2 separate regions of the Zea mays genome follow, and region 1 is linked to region 2. Evidence: chromatin contacts called from public Hi-C data. All regions are on one chromosome and are shown on one strand. Each heading gives the region's core, a stretch centred on a gene start, on an enhancer-like site or on the middle of the called end of the contact. The rest is flanking DNA. Distances are from core to core; before and after follow the strand shown.

Region 1 (4,985 bases), core at 1,303-3,802, 210 kb after region 2:
GAAAGGCTGGTCCCCTTGCAAAAAAGTGCGACAAAAGCCTCCAAGCGAGTGCTAACACTCCCTTCGAGGCTCGGGGGCTACTGTCGGGGACCATAATTAGGGGTACCCTCAAGACGCCTAATTCTCAGCTGGTAACCCCCATCAGCATAAAGCTGCAAAGGCCTGATGGGTACGATTAAGTCAGGGATCAGTCCACACGAGTGACTCGATCACGCTTCACCCGAGCCTAGCCTCGGCCAAAGGCAGCCGACCTCGAGAGACTTCCGTCTCGCCCGAGGCCCCCTTTTTATGGCGGACACATCACCGGCTCGCCCGAGGCCTTGGCTTCGCTCAGAAGCAACCTTGACTAAATCACCACACCGACTGACCAAATTGCAGGGGCATTTAACGCAAAGGTGGCCTGACACCTCTATCCTGACACGCGCCCCCGGCAGAGCCGAAGTGACCGCCGTCACTCCACCGCTCCACTAGCCAGTCTGACAGAAGGACAGCGCCGCCTGCGCCACTCCGACTGCAGTGCCACTCGACGGAGTGAGTCTGACAGGCAGACATGCCTTGCCAAAGGCGCCACGGCAAACTCCGCTCCGCCCGACCCCAGGGCTCGGACTCGGGCTAAGACCCGGAAGACGGCGAACTCCGCTCCGCCCGACCCCAGGGCTCGGACTCGGGCTAAGACCCGGAAGACGGCGAACTCCGCTCCGCCCGACCCCAGGGCTCGGACTCGGGCTAAGACCCGGAAGACGGCGAACTCCGCTCCGCCCGACCCCAGGGCTCGGACTCGGGCTAAGACCCGGAAGACGGCGAACTCCGCTCCGCCCGACCCCAGGGCTCGGACTCGGGCTAAGACCCGGAAGACGGCGAACTCCGCTCCGCCCGACCCTAGGGCTCGGACTCGGGCTAAGGCCCGGAAGACGACGAAACTCCGCTTCGCCCGACCCCAGGGCTCGGACTCCGCCCTGGCCTCGGCCGGACGACTTCCGCCTCGCCCGACCCCTTGGCTCGGGCTCGGCCACGGCAACAGAAGGCAGACTCAACCTCGGCTTCGGAGGAACCCCCACGTCGCCCTGCCTAGGGCACAGACCGCCACGTCAGCAGGAGGCGCCATCATCATCCTACCCCGAATCGACTCGGGTCACGGAGAACAAGACCGGCGTCTCATCCGGCCAGCTCCGCCGGAGGGGCAATGATGGCGCTCCACAAGCTCTATGACGACGGCGACCCCCAGCTCTCTTACGGAAGCAGGACAACGTCAGCAGGGACTCGACCGCTCCAACAGCTGTCCCTCCATCAGGCTCCGCCGCACCTCCGACAGCCACGACATCACGCCAGCAGGGTGCCCAGATCTCTCCGGCTGCCACATTGGCATGTACCTAGGGCGCTAGCTCTCCCTCCGCTAGACACGTAGCACTCTGCTACACCCCCCATTGTACACCTGGATCCTCTCCTTACGACTATAAAAGGGAGGACCAGGGCCTTCTCAGAAAAGGTTGGCCGCGCGGGACCGAGGACGGGACAAGCGCTCTCTTGGTGCCGCTCGCTTCCCTCACCCGCGTGGACGCTTGTAACCCCCCTACTGCAAGCGCACCTGACCTGGGCGCGGGACGAACACGAAGGCCGCGGGACTTCCACCTCTCTCACGCTCGACTCCGGCCACCTCGCCTCTCCCCCCTTCGCGCTCGCCCACGCGCTCGACCCATCTGGGCTGGGGCACGCAGCACACTCACTCGTCGGCTTAGGGACCCCCCTGTCTCGAAACGCCGACAGTATTGTTCTCTTATGTCTTTGTGTGTAGGATACAAAGATTCTTCGAAGGAACTTTGTAATTGATCTATTAAGTTACGAGGAGAATTCATGCCGCTATGCTATCCCTCCAAACATACAACAACGACTTATCAGTATCGCTAAAAAAGATTAAATTAATGTACGGTTGTCGACATATTTGACTATTATTAGAAATTGTAAGACAAGTTGATTCGTTCAAAACCGATGGTGCATCAACAATATGCGTGTAGAACTACATATTTTTCATGTCTTCTTTTTCTCGTGTATTATTTTTCAAGTCCGAAGAAGATCTGCCATGATATACACTTTCTTGTGCAGACCACTTTTTTGTGTGCTTGCAATTGCAACTATATTGCCTTTTCGTCCTGTGGAGAGGTTAGTCCACCTAATGTTTTCAGGTCCCAGTGAATGCACAGACAGTGGCTTTGTTTTCTTTCCTAAACATTATAACACATTTGTAACCTTTTTCTATAATATTATACCATATTTGTACATGAGTTATTGTGATATTTTATCTTCCCGTTGCAACGCACGGGCATCCACCTAGTAAATGTAGTTAAAAAGGAAACGAAGGGAGTTTAACCGCGTTTGGCCATGATGGGTGTCATTCCCAAGAGCACCCCTCCCCTCCCCTCCTGTAGTCCCGTACTCCCGTCTCAGCCTCCAGACTCCCACGGGCCACGGCACAAAAAAGACCAAGAGAAACGACTATTAAACGCGCCCCACCCCGACTCGGGCACGCAACTCTACCGACCTCCGCTCACCGCCCCCTTTCCTCCTATCCCTCCCAGAGCCCCGACCCGGCCGGCCGGCCGGCCGGAACCCTAGCCTTATCGCCCCTCCCTTTCCCGCCTCGCCTCCGCGCGATCTCCCGATCGCCGGATTCGTGCCGCGGCTGGATGGACTCCGACGTGGAGATGAACACCGCCAGCGATGAGGAGGTGATGGACAACGATGACTACTACGACTACTGCTACAGCGACGTGGGCGACGACGGTGGGAGCAACAGCGGGAGCGAGGAGCTGGTGGCCGGGGACTACGACGAGGGCCTCGAGGCCGAGGGGACCGACGAGGTGGTCTCTAGGCGCGAGCAGGTGAGACTGATGCTGCGAGCACGAAGAGGCGGATAGGGCGATGCCTTGCTTATAATTTCTAGTTATCGCCGGAATCTTGGGGTTTGAGTTCGGATGTGTTGGAAAAGGCTGAAAAGGTCGCGTGCTCCTGCTTGAATGGAATGTTGTTGTTTTTAGCTCAGTTCTTCCATTTCATATGTGACGATATTTCTGTGAGCTGGGGATTTTGGCGATCTGGAGCGCTAGAGTGGTAGCAATGTGCTGGAGCGCTAGCGGGTCAGATCAATTCATTCATAAATCAGTGAAGTGTTAGATCGGTTCATAGACTTCTATTAGAACTGGTGGTATGGTGCAAATTGGTGATTATTTTAGTGCTGTGGAAGCTGACGCCTGTTTTATATGCACCGCTAAGTATTGATTTGTGTGGTCTTAATTGGGCTTTAAAGTAGCACTGCCTGAACTCCGTTTGCTTCTTAATCTGAGCGTTGATTTGTGTGGGCTGAATTTGGGATTAAGAGTTGTGCTGCAGGAACTTCCTTTGCTTCTTAATTAACTGTTAGTATCACTGTTATGAGCAACCTAGCAAGGGACTATGCTTTCCCCAAAGCTTAATAACTAGACGAGAGAGAGATTTAGATTAAATTGGCTTGCGTTATTCCTTCAACTTCCCGGCATATATAGCTGGCGTATTACATCTTATCAGACTAGGAATACGTAACAATTAATACTAGGACTCTTCCACTTGACTCGTACTAGGACTATGACCCAAGCTAAGATTCCTTTCCTCACTATAGAGTACTTCTCTAATTTAGTTTTAGCAAGCTGTATCTGGACTCCTTTATTCCTTTTGGCGCTGGCGCCTTCCATATGTCCTGCCCCACATAACATCACTCCTGCCCTCGATATACAGCTTGTCCTCAAGCTGGAAATCTGGATACCCCTGCTGAAATTGGTCAACATCTTCCCAAGAAACGGCAGAAGAGGGCTGATCCTTCCACTGAACTAAGATCTGCGCATGCCCCTGCATAAACGAGCTTTCAAAGCTTTTTCTGGCGTAGGCACAACAACTCCATTTTGAACTGGAGGTAGAGCAGGCAGCGTCTCCGGAGGATTTCCCACGAACTTTTTGATGACCATTTCAGTGCTGTGGCTGCTGACGCCTGTTTTATATGCACCGGTAAGTATTGATTTGTGCGGTCTGAATTGGGCTTAAAAGTAGCACTGCAGGAGCTCTGTTTGCTTCTTAATCTGAGCGTTGATTTGTGTGGGCTCAATTTGGGATTAAGAGTTGCACTGCAGGAACTTCCTTTGCTTCTTAATCAACTGTTAGTATCACTGTTATGAGCAACCTAGCAAGGGACTATGCTTTCCCCAAATCTTAAGAACTAGACGAGAGAGAGATTTAATCGGCTGAATTTGGGATTAAGAGTTGCACCGCAGGAACTTCCTTTGCTTCTTAATCAACTGTTAGTATCACTGTTTTGAGCAACCTAGCAAGGGACTATGCTTTCCCCAAATCTTAAGAACCAGACGAGAGAGAGATTTAGATTAAATTGGCTTGCTTTATTACTTCAACTTCCCGGCATATATAGCTAGCGTATTACATCTTATCAGACTAGGAATACTGGACAGCAGATCGTCTGCAGAAGAGAGGACTTAGCCATCCTGACAAATGTGTCCTGTGTGACCAAGAGCAAGAAACCATAGATCACATTTTGGTGGGGTGTGTTTTTGCTAGGAGTTTTTGGTTTCAGCTGCTGGGAAAGGTCTTACTCCTGTGGTGGGAGAAACTAAAATGGAGTGGTGGAGCAGAAGCAGTGAGCAGTTGCAGGGGATTGCTAAAAAGGGGCTCAATTCCTTGATTACCCTTGGGCTTTGGACTCTCTGGAACCACAGAAATGGATGTGTTTTTGATAGAGCTACACCTAGCCTGGAGGGTGCTATTAGAAGAGCTGAAGAAGAAATTATTATTTGGAAATTTGCGGGGGCCAATCATCTTGCCCTTATTACAGCTCACATTCCAGGTGTCATGTAGGGATCTAGGAGAGAGTTCAGTTGCTAACTTCATAAGGGAAGGATGCTGTTTGAGTCTAGATTGTGGGGCAGGATGGCCTTGTTTGTTTTTTTTCT
Region 2 (5,609 bases), core at 2,431-4,930:
CGTTTTTTGGAGCGGTAACATTTCAATTATTTATGATAAAGCTTCGTACGAAAACTGTGCTCTGCTTATCTTTTATTGGAAATCAAGCATCAGAAAATAAAAATGAAACCGCTCTATTTCTCAACCAAACACACCTACCAAAAACACCTGTAAAATCTTCGATTCTTAGATCTAATCATTTCTGACGACGGTTCGGTGTCGGTATGTTACCAACTGTTCTTGTTTTACATGAAAACCAATACTATCTCCGTCGTCAAATCTTGAAGCAGTCTCCTGCGACACTTGACAAAGTTCTCTGCTACACTCGCCGTCAAGGCATGCAACAACAACTCGTCACTCCTGGATGCCTGGCAGGGGGCAACCCACCTCCATTGCTGGCTGGCGCCAGAGCTTCACGCTGGGTTCCGCGTCCCAGCCTCCTCGTCCCGGCCCTTGCCGTGCTCGTCGCTGGCCCCGGCCACCTGTGCCGTCTCCTCCACTTCATTAGAGCCACTGCGTGCAAAACCAGGCCTCTCATGTTGTGCCAGGACGATGCAGCCATAGTACTCAGTAGTAGCAAGAACAGTAGCTGTGAAGTGATGGCAAAAGGAGACATACCTGTACGAGTACAAGACGATGCCGCCCGCAGTGGCGGCGAAAGCAACGAAGTAGATCCAGTCGACCTGGCCACGCGCATGCACACGCTCGGTGAGTACAAAAACATTTCTGTCGGCACTAGCATTTTGCTTGGAAACGACGAACTCGAGCATGCTCCATGACAAAACGAACCTTCTCATGGTAAGCGAAGATGCGGATGAGGACAGCCCACATGTCCGAGGTCAGGAGCGAGAGGTTCAGCATGGTCGCGCCGCATAACTGCAGTCAGAAAAAAAACCATGCATGAAAAAAATACAAACCGGCAGTCAGGACTCAGGAGGGCCATCGGTGAAGCTAGCTCAGCAGTCCCACAGTACCTACCTTCAATATTACTGGCACAGCCGAGTAGAACAGGAACATTGCTACCGCGAACCCGAGAAAAGGGAGCACCTGAAACAGCAGCAGCAGCAGCAGCCAGCAGAGAGAGAGAAGGCCATGCATGACAAGAAGGGAGAACCATTAGCAAGAAGACAAGAAGGATGGGATGGGTGGGGGGAAGTACTTACAGCACCACTAGTCCATGTAATGGAGTGAAGCTCTTCTCGCTCAAGTACACTACTGTTGCCATCATGTCAAGGAAACAACAGCAAAGAAGAAGAAGAAGAAAAATTTCCCTTGGACAGGAGGAGGGTGTAGGATATGGCAAAAAAAAATGGGCTAGAGCTACTTTCAGAGGATACATTTGTATGGCGCTGATAAGCGCTCCGAAAAGCCCCAGCATCGCCATCAGCTCCACCCTGTTGCTTTTCTTGATGACGAACTCCTGCATTGTTCCAGTGACACACCGACCGTGCATGTAAAATTTAAACACTGGTAACACGTGCGCGCGGCGGGTAAACCCAATATAATGCAAGCGGCCGGGTCGCTGGTTTTTTTAATTACCTCGGTGACATTGCTGCAGGCGTAGAGCATCGAACCAAGGATCACGAACAGGTCGCCCTTCAGCGGGTTAGGCCCTTCTGCAGAACGAAGATATGTCAGAATCTAAGAGGGAGGGAGGGAGGGAGGAAAGAACAGGTCGCTTACTGGCTCGGTCGGAGGCGTGGACGTCCGAGAACACGACCAGGATGAGGCCAAGCACGCAGACCCCGACGCCCAGGAACTTCCTCGCCCCGTACTTGGTCTTGAGGAACACCCAGGTGAGCAGGATGACGCACGGGATCGACCAGCAGTCCAGCAGCATCACGCTCGTCAACGACGTGTACTGGTACGACTTGACCACTGCATGCATTGCGTGGTTTAGTTTGTGTTAATGGGATCTGAAAAACGTAGTAGTTAAGTACGTGTACGTAGCTAGTATACGTACCGATGTAGTTGGCTTCCACGTCGATAATTCCAAGTATTAAGTAGTAGTACCATTTTATCTGCACAGACAAGGGCACGCGCGATCGAGATGCATTATGATGCTGCTTGGCGGCCTAGCTAGCCATAGCCGTGTGTTTTGAGAAACAGGAATCGGAATGCTTTCGAAAGAGGAGTCTGGTGGTTACAGTCTCTAATCTAAGGGAGAAAAGAATCAGAATCAGAATAAGCATCAATCCATCCTGCTGTGCTCCTGTCCTACACACCAAGATAACACAGGCAGTACGTGCGTGTTCATAATTCATAGTCGTTGTCGGCTACAAATTAAAGCAAGCAAGCTTCCAACGGTGTAGAGAGAGGGTCGGATGGGGGGGGCAAGAATCCGGCCGTAGCCAGCTACTGGTTGGTCAAAGTGGAATAAGGGCAACAAAAGGATGGACGTGCGATCGAGAAGCCGCGGATGGACAGGAATCAACGGGCCGGGTTCTTTTACGTCGCTGAGCATGAAACTGTATAGGTATAGCTCACTCTGACGTAGCAGTTGGAGCTGCTTTGAAGGATTGCGTTGCGTTGCGTACCGTGAGTGGCTGCCGCCGGTAGAGGAGGACGCCGCCGTAGGCCACGGCGAGGAGGACGTAGTTCAGGAGCGACTGCGAGGTGGGCGCGTTGATCCCTGCAAAATGTGGTGAAGCGTGTGTGTCAGGCAACTCACCACAAGTCTGAACTGAACTTTGTCAACTCGAAAGCTAGGAGTGTACATCCAACTGAAACCGAAACATTCGTTTTTTTTTATAAAAAAATCCTTTCCCCAGTGAAACGATTAGTCAAAGAGCCGAGCGAGGCAACTGAAACTGAAGCGCGGAACGGAAGGGGCGAAGGGCAGGCACGATGTGTAGTCGAAAAAAAGGGTTACAGATTTTATATTCTTTGGGAAAGAGAGACAGAGAGAGAAAATCTGTGTCGAGCTGGAGAAAAAGAAAGAAAAAAAAAGCGGCGCGAGTCTGCGGCAGAGGATCCAGATTCCCCGGTTTGCTCGCTCGCTGCACCACCGGAAGAGTCAAAAGCGCAAATCTCTCCCGGGAGAGTTGAGATTTCGATCGATTTCATCTCATCTCTCCACGGAGACGTGATCCCTCAACAATTCCCACAGTAGGCAACACAACAGTACGGAGCACTCGCGGTCGTCGTCGTCGGCGGCGGCGAACCGATCGACGCGGCGTGCGTAGACTAGTGCGGTGCAGCGGTAGTACCTCGGCGGGCGAGTTCGGAGGAGGCGAAGCCGGTGGCGGTGATGAGCAGCGAGACGAACTGGCCCAGCGCGAGGCCCAGCAGCGTGTCCCGCCTCACCCACCGCGCGCCGCACGCTGCTGCCGCACCCGCGTCCGGCGGCGCCATTGGTCCCCTCTCTGCTGCCTCGCCCGCCGCCGGGAGATCCACCAGGCGATCGGCGGCAGGCGTCCCCTCCCCTCCCTGTGTGCGCGCGCAAGCCCTTGTTCCCTCCGTCAGCGCTAGCTTGCGCGGTGGTGCAAGCTGCCAAGGCTGCGTAATTGCCAGACAGCCCCGCACCGCCCGCGCGCGCTAGCTGTACCTGTGTTGTGTGTGCTCTTCTGGCCTTTCGCAGCGCAGCGCAGATTGGATTGGGCGCGGCCTTGTTGCTGCGGGGCGTTTCTGCTGCCGTCGCTTGTGACAAGACTAGAGATGGCCAACAAGCACGAGAACCACGACATGAAGCCTGCTGTCTGGGGTCGGTCTGAGCCTAGCACGGCCTGATTCCATGCGGGTATAGATGGCCAAAAAGCACGAGGCCCGTGAGCCCGGCACGAAGCCCGCTTTTTGGGCCCGATCCGAGCCCGGCACGGTAGAACAAGCGGGCGGGCTTGGACAGGAAACTAGACACGGCGGGCTAGCCCGGCACGGCCCGTTTACCTCTAAGCCCGTTAAGCCCGTTTTTTTACACTAAAACGTGTTTACCGGTCCGTTTAGCCCGCTTTTTGGCCCGTTTTTTTCGTGCTAAACAGGCCGGCCCGGCCCGTTTAGGCCCGCTGTGGGCCGGGCTTGGACAGAAAATTAAGCCCGCTGGCTCAGCAGGCCCGGCCCGGTTTTTGGCCGGGCTTCACCGGGCCCGGGCCGGGCCGGGCCGGGCGGCCCGTTTGGCCATCTCTACATGCGGGTCTGGCCGGCTCGACACGAATAAACAGGTCGGGTTTGAACAACAAACTAGGCACGGTAAGATAGCCCGGTACGACCCGTTTACCTCTAAGCTCGTTAAACCCGCTTTTTATACTAAAAAGTGCTTACTGACTCGCTTAGCCCGCTTTTCGGTCCGCTTTTTTCGTGCTAAACGGGCCGTGCCCGCTGTGGGCCAAACTCGGACAGGAAATTGAGCCCTCGTGCTTAGATGGTCCGACCCGGTTTTCTAACCGTGCCTGACGGGTTGGGCCGGGTGGCCCGTTTGGCCATCTCTAACTAAGACCAAGAGGAGGGACGGGGTAGGGTATCGATGGCGATGAGGGTTGGTGAGTGACGGATGGAGTAGTTTGACAAAACGAAAAACAAGTAATTTGTAAAGATAAAATAGTGGAAGACGTAACTGTATTTTTTACAAAATACTGTAAAAATCATATCCGTAATCTGATTAAATCCGTAGTAATCCGCAACCAACAAGCCATACCTCTTTGTAATCGTTTGCCAAAGCATGTACTAGGGGGCAAAAAGAATCTAAATAGTGAAAGTCAAAATTAATCATTTTATTATTGGACGAGAATTCTCTAACTTTTCTTTTTTTTTTCTCTCTCTCACACAATTCAACCTCCTTTCGTGCTGACCGTACCTTTGTGAAAGACATACATCTAGCTTTCTCCGATCGAGCGGCGGATGGTGTAGCTTTGCTTTCATGATTGGACTGGACAGGACTGGAGGGCTCAGGGCTGACGGCTGAGGCGTGTGGCGAGACGCTCCTTTTTGAGACTTTGACCCTGCAAAAATACCAACGCCGCAGGCCGAGACCGTGTGTGTGTACGTGTGCTTTTTTATTTTATTTTATTTGTTCTCAAAAGCGTCTCCTCCTTCCATTCACACACAAAAGCGCGCTGTGTAGTACCTTTCACCGGTCTAGAGAGGCATCTTGAGGACTTTTTTTTTCTTCCTCTTTTCTTTGTTGCGCAGCGCATGTACAGTTCCTAGCTAGTTGAGCATTATGCTTGGCCGGCCATGACGGTGTTGCCCTTGCCGCCATGGAAGATTGATCCATACGGCGCTATGGTTTTAAAATTCAGAGGAGAGCACACGTTCAGAAGAAGCAGCACCACGCCTGCATCTCAGGTGCGTGACATGATGTGCCTATTTGTTTCGGCTTTTCGCAGCTTCTGGCCACCAAAAGCTGCTGCGGACTGCCAAACACTCAGCTTTTCAGCCAGCTTCTATAAAATTCGTTTGGGTAAAAAACATTCAAAATCAACATAAACATATAATCGGTTGAGTCGTCGCAATAGTAGTAATCCGTCACTTTATAGATCCTGAACCCAATGTACAACTTTATCTTCTCCACACGTAATCATAACGATACTTATATTCTCTACACAGCCAGATTCTCCCCACAACTAGATTCTCGGAAAAGCCGATCAGAAAAAAGCTGAACCAAACAGGCCCGACGTATGGTAGAGAACGGTTGC

The links. Hi-C and Micro-C count contacts between places; a contact is called where the count stands out from the background.
Region 1: a contact with region 2 is called in a Hi-C map of leaf, with 4 times the contacts expected there. The contact joins the promoter of LOC103654420 here to the promoter of LOC100193708 in region 2. A contact is called at or near these places in 7 of 25 Hi-C or Micro-C datasets (ear, endosperm, leaf and 2 more).

Annotation. Positions count from the first base shown.
Region 1 is chr4:200,140,574-200,145,558 of Zm-B73-REFERENCE-NAM-5.0, forward strand. It overlaps LOC103654420 (probable E3 ubiquitin-protein ligase ARI8), which reads left to right and starts at 2,553. Exons shown (of 15, transcript NM_001328366.1): 1 at 2,553-2,876. The coding sequence starts at 2,682.
Region 2 is chr4:199,925,676-199,931,284 of Zm-B73-REFERENCE-NAM-5.0, forward strand. LOC100193708 reads right to left here and starts at 3,681. Exons shown (of 11, transcript NM_001138800.1): 1 at 3,189-3,681; 2 at 2,517-2,611; 3 at 1,943-2,000; 4 at 1,663-1,857; 5 at 1,519-1,595; 6 at 1,317-1,399; 7 at 1,143-1,194; 8 at 958-1,026; 9 at 769-855; 10 at 598-662; 11 at 150-492. The coding sequence starts at 3,333. The coding sequence ends at 393.